2 separate regions of the Bicyclus anynana genome follow, and region 2 is linked to region 1. The links are chromatin contacts, called in public Hi-C maps. All regions are on one chromosome and are shown on one strand. The core of a region is the stretch at or near the end of the contact, and the rest is flanking DNA. Distances in the headings are between cores, read along the strand shown. Region 1 has its middle 47 kb from the start of LOC112057051. Region 2 holds the start of LOC112046850 (neurogenic locus protein delta).

Region 1 (5,340 bases), core at 1,860-4,359:
GCTTAATTTACAAGCACTTTTGAAACGTCAGGTAATGTTATTAGATAATGGTGGTAATTAAAGTCGAAAACTCAAAATTATAGCAACGATTATGTTGTAAGCCTTCTGTATGACGTATAATAGGTACTTAAAAGATTTTCAAGACCTACATACCTACTACCTAAACCTAATGCATATAGAGATATTAATGGGATATTACGAGTATATTATCTTTGTATTTATAATTTATGTCTTAATCTTAGTGACTGATCTGTATCAAACAGTCAAACGTGATGGACTTTCAAAGAGTTCCTAATCTTAAAACAAACGAATTTGAGTTTAAATTTGAATACTAAACCGTGACGAACAATTAATTATCATCAAAAGGACACACAAAATACAAAATCACCCCACTCGTTAACCCTTTACTGCAACTGTCACGGCAAATAATACCCAACGCGACTCAAAAAAAGGCCAAGCATAACTTACATAACCAAAACTCGTCTGACCATTACCAACGGTCTTTTTTTACGACGTTAGATGAAGACGGACTTAGTCGAAGGGTTGCCGGTAGCTAAATTACATCTACCCTTATAATTTTCGTCGTAATTTAACTTTAAAGGAGGCGAAAGGTGTTATTCAAGCGACCGTGTCTACAAAGTTTTGCGTTAATGATGTATTTTTTTTTTTGTTTTAATGTTATCCTTAATTAAGGCATCGGTTAAAGTCCGTTCTTTTGAGTAACCCACTTTTATTGAGGCATCAATTACTGTTTTTTTCTTAGAAGTTTAGTCACGCTTCTGTAATGACTGGCTAAAATTAGTAACAAAGATATTTTGGCGATCACATTACTCCTTAAATAAAGCCTTAATAGCTAAACGGTAAAGTGGCTGTCTCATCACCGAGAGGTCGAAGGTTCGATCCCCGTCTGTTAACTATTGTTATACCCACTCCTAACAGACTTTCCGACTAGTTGAGGAATATCCTATCCTACTAATTTTATTATCATTATATTAAAAACGCAAAATGATATTAAAGAGTAACATACATCCATACAAACGTTACTCTTTAACGCCGCAAGTACTAAACCGAATTGTCTGATATTTAAAGTGAAGATAGGTAATTCCCTGGATTAACACATAAGCTACTATTTGTCCTGAAAAAATCCGTGGTTTCCCTAAATTTGCGAAAAGTGATAGTTATGATGGCATAAATGTTTGTTACTCTTAAAAAATAAATGTGTTCCTGTGATTTAAGGAACAAAATCTTGAATTTTTGTATATTATATATTATACGTATTTATCACGATAGTATTTTTTAGGGCGGAGCTAGTTAGTCATATTTTAAAATATAATAGACGAAACAAACCGTCGAATAGGTTGCGGTTTTCCAATCAAGATTATAATATAGGTTTTAAAAAGCGCAGTTCCGCGTCTGTGAAACCTGGTAAGCCATACCCTACTGATACTACTTCGCAGCTAAATTAAATATCTTACTTCCTAGGATGAATTCGGTTACGAAGAGTTTTACCTTTTGTTTATTTTAACCTAATATCACACTAATATTATAAAGGCGAAAGTTTGTGTGAAAGTGTGTTAGTATGTTTGTTCCTCTTTTACGCTGCGGCTACTAAAGCGATTTGGCTGAAATTTAGAATGGAAATAGATTTTACTCTGGATTAATACATAGGCTACTTTTCATCCCGGAAAAATTCATGGTTCCTGCGGGATTTGTGAAAAACTGAATTCCACGCGGACGAAGTCGCGGGCGTCCGCTAGTATTACATAAATTCATTGATTCTATTGTTTTGCTAGTAGGTATCTCAACGACAGAAGTAAGGTAGAAAAAAAGCGTCAGTCGTGCTGCGCATGCGCCGGCGGGACACGTTTGTGCGCAACGGGTGATCATTATCATACGGCGTGACGTCGGACCATCTAATGTAATGGTAACAGCTTAGAATAGTAACGTCAGCGCGTGCTCAAACGGCTCAGAGGGACAGGGGTGGACTTGGACTCGCAGAAAGAAAATGTATCGAAAAAAGCTTTTTGAAGCAAGTGAGATGTGTGAGAAAATTATACTTTTGCATGAGCATTCAAATTTTACTTGTTAGTGGGTCCTAATAATAATAAATAAAGTTTTAATAGTGTTTTGTATTATATTTTGTCTCAGACCAATTATAGAAGGACCTGTATCGCACTCAAAGGCACGAACAAAATTGTCTGTCATTTTCTAAGGAAAACGAGCTTAGATTTTGTATATATGTTATACTAAACTAGAAGTTTTTGCCCGTTTTTTACACAATTCACTTACACAAAAATTTTTACGAAGCTGTTTAACCGACGAACACGATTACAACTATTTAACATCGATTCTATAGAGACAGTTTTTATAACCGCATTAGATCGTTGATCATATACTTTGACAGAAAAGTAACGTCTAGCGAGGCAGGTCTATACAATCATTGGTCTGAGTATTTTGTACTTTATTAACATTGTTAAAAATAAATAAGGACTAAGTAATAAATGAATGAGAGAAAAAAAATAAGTAAATAACCAACTTAAATAAATAAATAAAATGTGTAGATCAAATCTTGAAAGCTATTCGATTCCAACTTCGACAAGTCTGAAAGATATAATATTCTGCGTATTGATGACTGCAATAAAAATCTGTCTGTATGGCGTCTGGTAATGGAGTCGGAAAGTGACTATAGGAAATTCTAAAATATACTCCTAAGCTACTTATTTTTTTGGCAAACTCTCTGATTAGTATTTATACTTGTATTTTTAAGTATTAATTTATAGGTTTTATGTTTATATATTATATAAATCATAACAACTCATTTACTGCTTACCTTAGTACTCGTTCGGTTTTAATTTTACCCTTCGGCCTCGGCCTATTTTTAATAGCCCAAGAGTTCGTTTATTCTAAAAGAGTTTGAATCTACTACAAAATAAGTTAATTTCATTTTTGGATTACTATTGTTAATAAAAATGACTAGGACCACTAGGACATTTATCGTGAATGGAGTAACTGACCCGATTTCTTTTTACTTTTGGCCACATCAAGTCCGTCCCTGTCTATAATCTATGCGCAACGGGCCAGCGGTCGGCGGGTGTGGTGTTTTTTCCTCAAATTGGACAATAACAATGCTTCGGCGAGGTGTCAAAGAACACTCAACCCTTTACCTGCAACCATATGCCGCCTGGAACTTCCGATTGCATAAATTGGTCACAAAAAAAGTTTAGTGTAGACCCATATGTCTGTATTGTATTGTTGGTCTGTATTATTATTAAAACTGTATATGCTTGACTTCAATCGCACCTGAATTAATAGAATGATTCGGAAAATGCTAACTAAACTAGCTAGCTAGCTTTAAATTAAGTAATTGAAATTAAAGGCGATGTGAAATTCCGAGCAATTAAATTCTTAACGTAGGGTAATTCATGAAAGAAATCGTTACAAAAACAAGAATTTTATTCGCAAAAAAAAATGGCTTCACTTTAAAAGCTAATTTTTGATTGAGATTCTTGCGTAAAGAGATTTAACGCGTATATTATAGCCTAATGTCAGATAGTCTACGTAACTACTTATAAATCTGGCTGTTAGATTTATATAACAAAAAAAATTATATTCCAAGATATTTCCAAATATTAGTTTGTTGAAGCAGATAAAATATTTTTTTTTTTTTATTCTCTACAAGTTAGCCCTTGACTACAATCTCACCTGATGATAAGTGATGATGCAGTCTAAGATGGAAGCGGGCTAACTTGTTAAATCCACACCCCTTTCGGTTTCTACACGGCATCATACCGGAACGCTAAATCGCTTGGCGGTACGTCTTTGCCGGTAGGGTGGTAACTAGCCACGGCCGAAGCCTTCCACCAGCCAGACCTGGACAAATTAAGAAAATCTCAAACGGCCCAGCCGGGGATCGAACCCAGGACATCCGTCTTGTAAATCCACCGCGCATACCACTGCGCCACGGAGGCCGTCAAATATGTATTTGCGTATTTTCTGTAGGTACATAGAAATTTGCTTTACAATCACGAGTAGGTACATTCACATGGTATCAATAATTCAAGACAGACTCAATAACTTATTACGAGTAACACTAATGTCATGTAGAAATAAAACATGTCAAGCTTAATGACTAAAGTGTCACAAATGTAAACCAAAATTTAATCAATCAATCTCGACATTTACGGCCAATCGTCGACCATAACCAAAAGGTGCATTTCCGCATGCAACTGTATGCAATATGCTCAATTGTCGTGTGGTTGCACATTTTATGGTGTCCATTGTATTATTAGAGTAACAGTTGCAGCAAATGCGCAAATTGCGAGATTTGTACATTTCGTGTTAGTCCATTCATGATTTGTGTACCTACTGGGGCTTTTGTGACCGCAGGGTGGTAGTAAAGGGTTAACAGTTTTTCTTCCTTTTCATTTTGAATAATCTTTACATACTATAAAAGGACGTCGCTCATGACATCTGTTTTTTTTTATTCTCTACAAGTTAGCTCTTGACTACAATCTCACCTGATGGTACCTAAGTGATGATGCAATCTAAGATGCAAGGTGACTAATTCGTTTTGAATATGATGAAAATCCACGCCGCTTTCGGTTTCTACACGACGTCGTACCGGAACGCTAAATTGCTTGCCAGTAAATCTTTGCCAGTAGGGTGGTAACTAGGCACGGCCGAAGCCTCCCACCAGTCAGACCTGGATCTGTTTGTTTAACTGATAACATTTTCAAACGATATTTCGATTCCCCTCTAGTGGGCTTTTTGTCTTACCTACTCTTAATGCAGTATTTTCCGACTAGTTGAAAGGAAATGGGAATATTGGTCATATTTAAAAAAATATAGCATTTTTTTACCATAAAAAAAAAGCAACAAAGACTCAGACTCAACTCAGAGAGGCGTTTGGCTCTCCTAAAAATCTTCTAGCCTGCTTGCTTCTGTGCTCGCCTCTCCTCTTGAGGTTGCTGCGGTCCCATAGCTAAAAGCAAATATACAATCAAATAGTAGATTGTTATACAAGGGGCGAAAAAGACCCAACCAGGTTTTTTAGGGCACGAGCCGTAAGGTGAGGTCCGCCAAATAAAAAACCGAGTTGGGTTTATAATGTTACATTTTACTTTTCACTACGATTGCGAGAAAAATAATTCACATATAGTATTGAATGTTTTATTTTAATTAAAAATTGAATGCATAAAATGTTACAATTTTAGATGCTAATGGAGATGCTTTTACCCGGTAACTTAATTTCCGACTGCTGTGAAGATGAAAACTTGGTTTCTATTTAGTGGACCTCGCCTCGTACCTCGTATATAATGGGTCTTTTGGCCCCTGGTATAA
Region 2 (5,340 bases), core at 1,131-3,630, 280 kb before region 1:
CCGCAAACCTGTTGTCAATCCCTTTTTGTCGAAACAACCGGACAACCCGATTTCATTCATAATGTATTTTAGCACTCATAGCTTGTAGTCCAAGAGCTGGTCATTTAAGCAAGATTTGAGGCAAGCTGCAAACTTGTTATTTACCCCTAATACTTAACCCTAAAACAGACATGGAGACCTTGGCTGGGGTTTTTTTCAGTTCTGTGTTATTGTATGTGCATACAAAATTATGACAGTTTTTAATATCTGTATGGTTGAAAACATTGTTTTTTTGACTAATAATAACATTGCAAGCAATTTAAAGATATAATGACTATAACTAAGTATTTATGAATATAATCTTTAATAACAAAAGCCTATTAAAAATGAAAATATTTATAGCATTTAAAAGTTTGTTTTATCATTACATACATTACACATACATACATACATACATTACACACATACATTTCAGCCAAATTATCTTGCTTCTAGCTATTTTTTTCTCAATGCTATAACCAAACGTAAACAGTGGACGGGTTTTTATACAATTAGGTATACATTTTGGAGGACGAATAGAAATATAAAACATCTACATGTGCAGATTTGTATCGAAAAGTGCAAGAAAATCACACGACTAGCCAAGTTCAGTGACCTTTTAGACAAGTTTACCTACCTATTAATAATTTTAATGTGTGTGTAAAAATGATGTTGTATGAGTTAAAAATTATTAGTTTTAGTGCAGCGCGCGCGCAGGGGGTTAAAATCCCTAATGCGGGTGAAGTCAACAACAAATCAATGGAACTGGGGTCTTTGGGACCCCTGATTTTTGTAATTAGTATTAACTGTGCCGAATTTTTTATTTTATTTAATTAGCTTTTGGTTTTTGCCTAATTTGCGTGATAATTTTAAATATGGAATTTAGTTCTAAATGTGGTTTAGATTTTGACTGATTGGTTTATATTAGTTTACGTTGAATCAGCCAAGAATTTCGAGTTAGTGTTTGTAGTGTAATTGAAACAGTCTGTCAGTGTGTTGGTACGAATGTGTTACATTACATGTTAACTAGTTAAGTGTTACACATAATAAAATCGGATAGACCTTGTATCGGTTTAGATTGAAGTCTTTAAACTGTTAGAAAATTAGTTATCGAAGACGTACGAGGTATGTAATTAATTTTAATCATTATGAATTATGATCTACTACTGTTTAAGGATATTTTATTGAGATTAACAATTTAGTTTAAATTAGGCTGATTGTCTTACCTAATTATGTAGTTATTGGGTTGTATAATACGAACTTTTATTAGATGCATACAAATACAGATATTATTTATTGTTTCTAAGTACCTAACACGAAGTTATGTGCGAATAGGCACATAACTTTTTTAATAATTTAATAAAGGTTGATGATCATTGAGTTAATAAATAACAAATAAACCTTTGATACTAGGAAGATTATAGAATTTTTGATTATAAGTCAGGAAAGTTTACTAACATCTGTACGACCCTTAGGAGTAATAGCCTTGACCGTTTAAAGGACACTGACCTCCTGATTTATTATTATTATTTTAGTACAATCTTAGTCAAACTTTGCCGTCGACCCCAAAAATTAGGCTCGCTACAAACAAAGTTAACTTTGAACGAAAAGTGGATCAATGCAAGTGCCCGAAATATCCCCGTAGCAGATACAGGCCTGTCTACAGCTATTCCCGGCCACGCATCGCGGAATTAGTCCTTTTGGGAAATCGGAATCATCTCGAGGTATGCATCTAATTTTAAACGAAGAGGCTCGCAACCTTGCTGACCCCGCGCCGGCTGTATTAAAACCTGAACTTTCTTTATAACTATGCACCGAGTGTTTGCTCGGTAAACGTATTGAACACACACAAGCGCCTCGCGCCGGTCACGACTCGAGCTAACCTACACCCTCGCCGGCCAGTATCCAGGACGATCTAGGCCCTCTTTGCGCTCGTGGGAAAGTGAGTGTCGTGCCGTAACCGCCGATTCGCGATCGGCTCGCTCGCATACATTCGGGGACGTAAACAAACGGGGTTTCGCGGTTTCGGCGTGCGGCCAGTACCTGGGGCAGAAACCCTAGCAGGGCGACGAGCACCGCGGAAGCGCGCATACTGGCGCGACCACCGGCGCCTGGGCATACACGGGATCCGAAACCCGTCACAGATCGACGGCGGCGGAGTAATCCATCACTCGCACATGCTGCACTGAGTTTCACTGCAAGTCACACAACACTAGAGGTGTCACTGATCGGCTGCGGGAACCGGTCGCGGAGTTTCGTGCACTACGTTCGAAATTCGAATCGCGCGCGTGCGGCCGGCGTGCAGCAGCCGTGCTGACGTGTGATCGCGGCGGTGCGTGACGGCGGACTGAGGGCGGGTGGCGGCCGCGGTGCGGGCAGCGCACACCTGGCGCCCGCCGCGCCGCTAGATGGCGCTGCGCGGCGCATCTGCCGCCGCCGCCGCGCCGCCCGCGCCCCGCGCCCCGCGGGCCTTCAACCAGAAAATATACGGAAAACAGCCGTCTGCCTTTTGATAAACGTCTTGGACACGTGCTCGTAGTAAAGCACGTAGAAAAAATACTGTATAAGTTCATTTCAAGTTAAATTGCACTTTGGTTCAATATAATAGGTAACCTACGTATTACATATTTATGTATAGTGCTTTTAGTACTTAGATATCTAAAGAACAAAAGTTTAAATACAAGGTTGATGAAAATTTAAATTTATGATTTCAGTAAGTTTTTGAACAGGAAGGTAGGTAGGTAGGCTAGGTGCCCACCTACACGTAGGTAACTAGGAGATTTGGTGGGCGATAATAATATTTGAGGAAAAATATTTAAACTAATTAAAAATAAACATTTGGTAGACTAGGTGACCGCCTTCTTAATAGGATGTTAGTAGGTAGGTAGATAGGTACCTAACTTCCTGCCAAACTAATTATTAATTTGATGATTGATAGTGAATGATGCAGCTATTTGCCGCAAAAGGTCAACTATAAAATAAGTTAAAAAGACAATTTCTGAACGTAAAATGTAATAACACCTACCTGATACAGGATACAAAATCTCTAAACAGTTAGTCAGCAGTAGATGTGAAAAAAAAGCCACGTTTCCGTTCCCAATCGATATAAAACGTATAAAATCGCCATAATTATATTTCGATACATTAATTTAGGTTCGCGTGCTATCCGTACATTCACGTATGCAAATTGTGCTCAAAATCTGCTAATAGAACGCAGCTGGATGGGTGCGCGAATAAAATAATATAATTTTATTCTCTTGGGGTGATTACGGGTTTTTTTTTAATCGCCGGGGGATAAATGAAATTCGGTGGCAGTGTGCTGATTGTGAATGCGTGCAAGACTTATTGATGAAAAAAAAAAGATACTTAGCTATACCTAAATATCGATGTTTATTTAACCGACTTAAAAAAGGAAGAGGTTCTCAATTCGTCGGAATCTTTTTTATTTCTTTTTTCAGCTGGACGGGTGCACTAATAAACTAATATAATTTTATTCTCTTAAAGTGATTACGGTTTTTTTTTGTTAATCGCCGGGGGATAAATGAAATTCGGTGGCAGTGTGCTGATTGTGAATGCGTGCAAAACTTTTTGATGAAAAAAAAAAAGATACTTAGCTTTATCTATCGATGTTTTTTTTAACTGACTACAAAAAAGGAGGAGGTTCTCAATTCGTCGGAATCTTTTTTTTAAATTTTTTTTTTTCAGTTCGTATTTTCACCGATTAGGTACTCGAAGATGCCGAGTATCGATTTGGAAAATTATTTTTAATTTATTATGTCTAAGCATCATAACTCATCTTATTAATATTAATAATCAATCTTATAAATCAAACGCAATCTTATTAATATTAATAATTTTAAATGCATTATGCATGTACTTAATAATTTTTCTGTGTTAACCTACCACGTCAACCGAAAATATTTTTTCTAAAAAAGTCCTCAAGGAAGGGCTTGCCATCCACAGTCAAGTCTCCAGCAGTTCTATCTTAATGTACTTAGATATACTTCAGCCTTTCTTGATGAGTACTGTTTACCAACAAAGAAATTAGAAATGAAGGTAGAAAACGCATGTCATTTCATAACTTATTTATTTAAAATTTTTAAGGTTTGTTTAGAAAATGTTATATAAAATATATTAACCATATCTAATTGCTCTAAACATTATTAATCAAATTTATTTTCATTAATTTAATTATAATTATTATTAGGTGTGAAATGACTAGTAATTTATACCCTTGTATTTGTTTGTTGGTAACAGTACTCATAAAGAAAGGCTGTAGTATAGGGTCCGTGATAGTCCGCTGAGAGCCGTGATATGACCTCTGCCTCCGATTCCGAAGGATGTAGGTTCGAATCCGGTCCGGGGACTACACCTCCAACTTTCCAATTAAGTGCATTTTAAGAAATTAAATATCACGTGTCTTAAACAGTTAAGGAAAAACATCCTGATAAAACCTGCATACCAGCTGAGAATTTTCTTAATTCTCTGTGTGTGTGAAATCTGCAAATCTGCATTGGGCCAGCGTGGTGGCCTAACCTCACTCATTTTAAGAGGAGACTCGAGCTCAACAGTGAGTCGAATATGGGTTGATAATGATGATGTACTTAGGCACAGTACAATAGTATACTGTGACTGTGTGTGTAGTTTGTATACTGTGACTTAGGGTAGTATAGGAGAGGAACAGGATATTGTGCTTGCCTACAATAGCAAAAACGTCCACCAGCTCTCGGATCTAGCGAAATCTAGATAGACAATGTTTCAAGCCACGTAAGCTAAAGAACCAGCTATTACAGCTAACCGCTACCTTTTTATTGGTCGTTTGGACCACGCCTACATTTAGTAGGTAGATGACGCGGCATACGTTCATATTGTCATTTGTCACTTTACTATTGTAAACTATAGGCTTCTTACCTAGTATATATCTATACTAATATTATAAAGCTATAATTGACGGCCGCGTGGCGCAGTGGGTAGTGACCCTGCTTTCTGCATCCACGGTCGTGGGTTCGATTCCCACAACTGGAAAATATTTGTGTGATGAGCATGGGTGTTTTCCAGTGTCTGTGTGTATTCATACATTATATAAGTATTTATATGTAGTATGTAAATGTATATGAATATTATAATATCAACTATCTTAGTACCGATAACACAAGCTACTCTGTATGCTTACTTTGGGGCTAGATAGTGATGTGTATTGTTTAAGTATATTTATTTATAAAAAAAAAAGAGGAAAACTTTGTAAGTTTGTATGTTTGTTTGTTTGTTTGATTGTAATGAATAGGCTCAAAAACTACTGGACCGATTTTAAAAATTCTTTCA

The links. A called contact is a pair of places that touch in the nucleus more often than the background predicts.
Region 2: a Hi-C map of whole body shows a contact between it and region 1, with 2.7 times the contacts expected there. The contact joins the promoter of LOC112046850 here to the enhancer-like site in region 1. A contact is called at or near these places in 2 of 2 Hi-C or Micro-C datasets (whole body and whole larva).

What each region holds. Positions count from the first base shown.
Region 1 is chr22:4,216,985-4,222,324 of ilBicAnyn1.1, reverse strand. No RefSeq gene overlaps it. Among protein-coding and RNA genes, the nearest start is that of LOC112057051, 47 kb to the right of the region's middle. Within about 2 kb of position 3,109, at least 1 of the 8 cell types and tissues checked has open chromatin away from gene starts, as enhancers often do.
Region 2 is chr22:4,491,306-4,496,645 of ilBicAnyn1.1, reverse strand. LOC112046850 (neurogenic locus protein delta) reads right to left here and starts at 2,380. Exons shown (of 7, transcript XM_052888366.1): 1 at 2,062-2,380. The coding sequence starts at 2,109.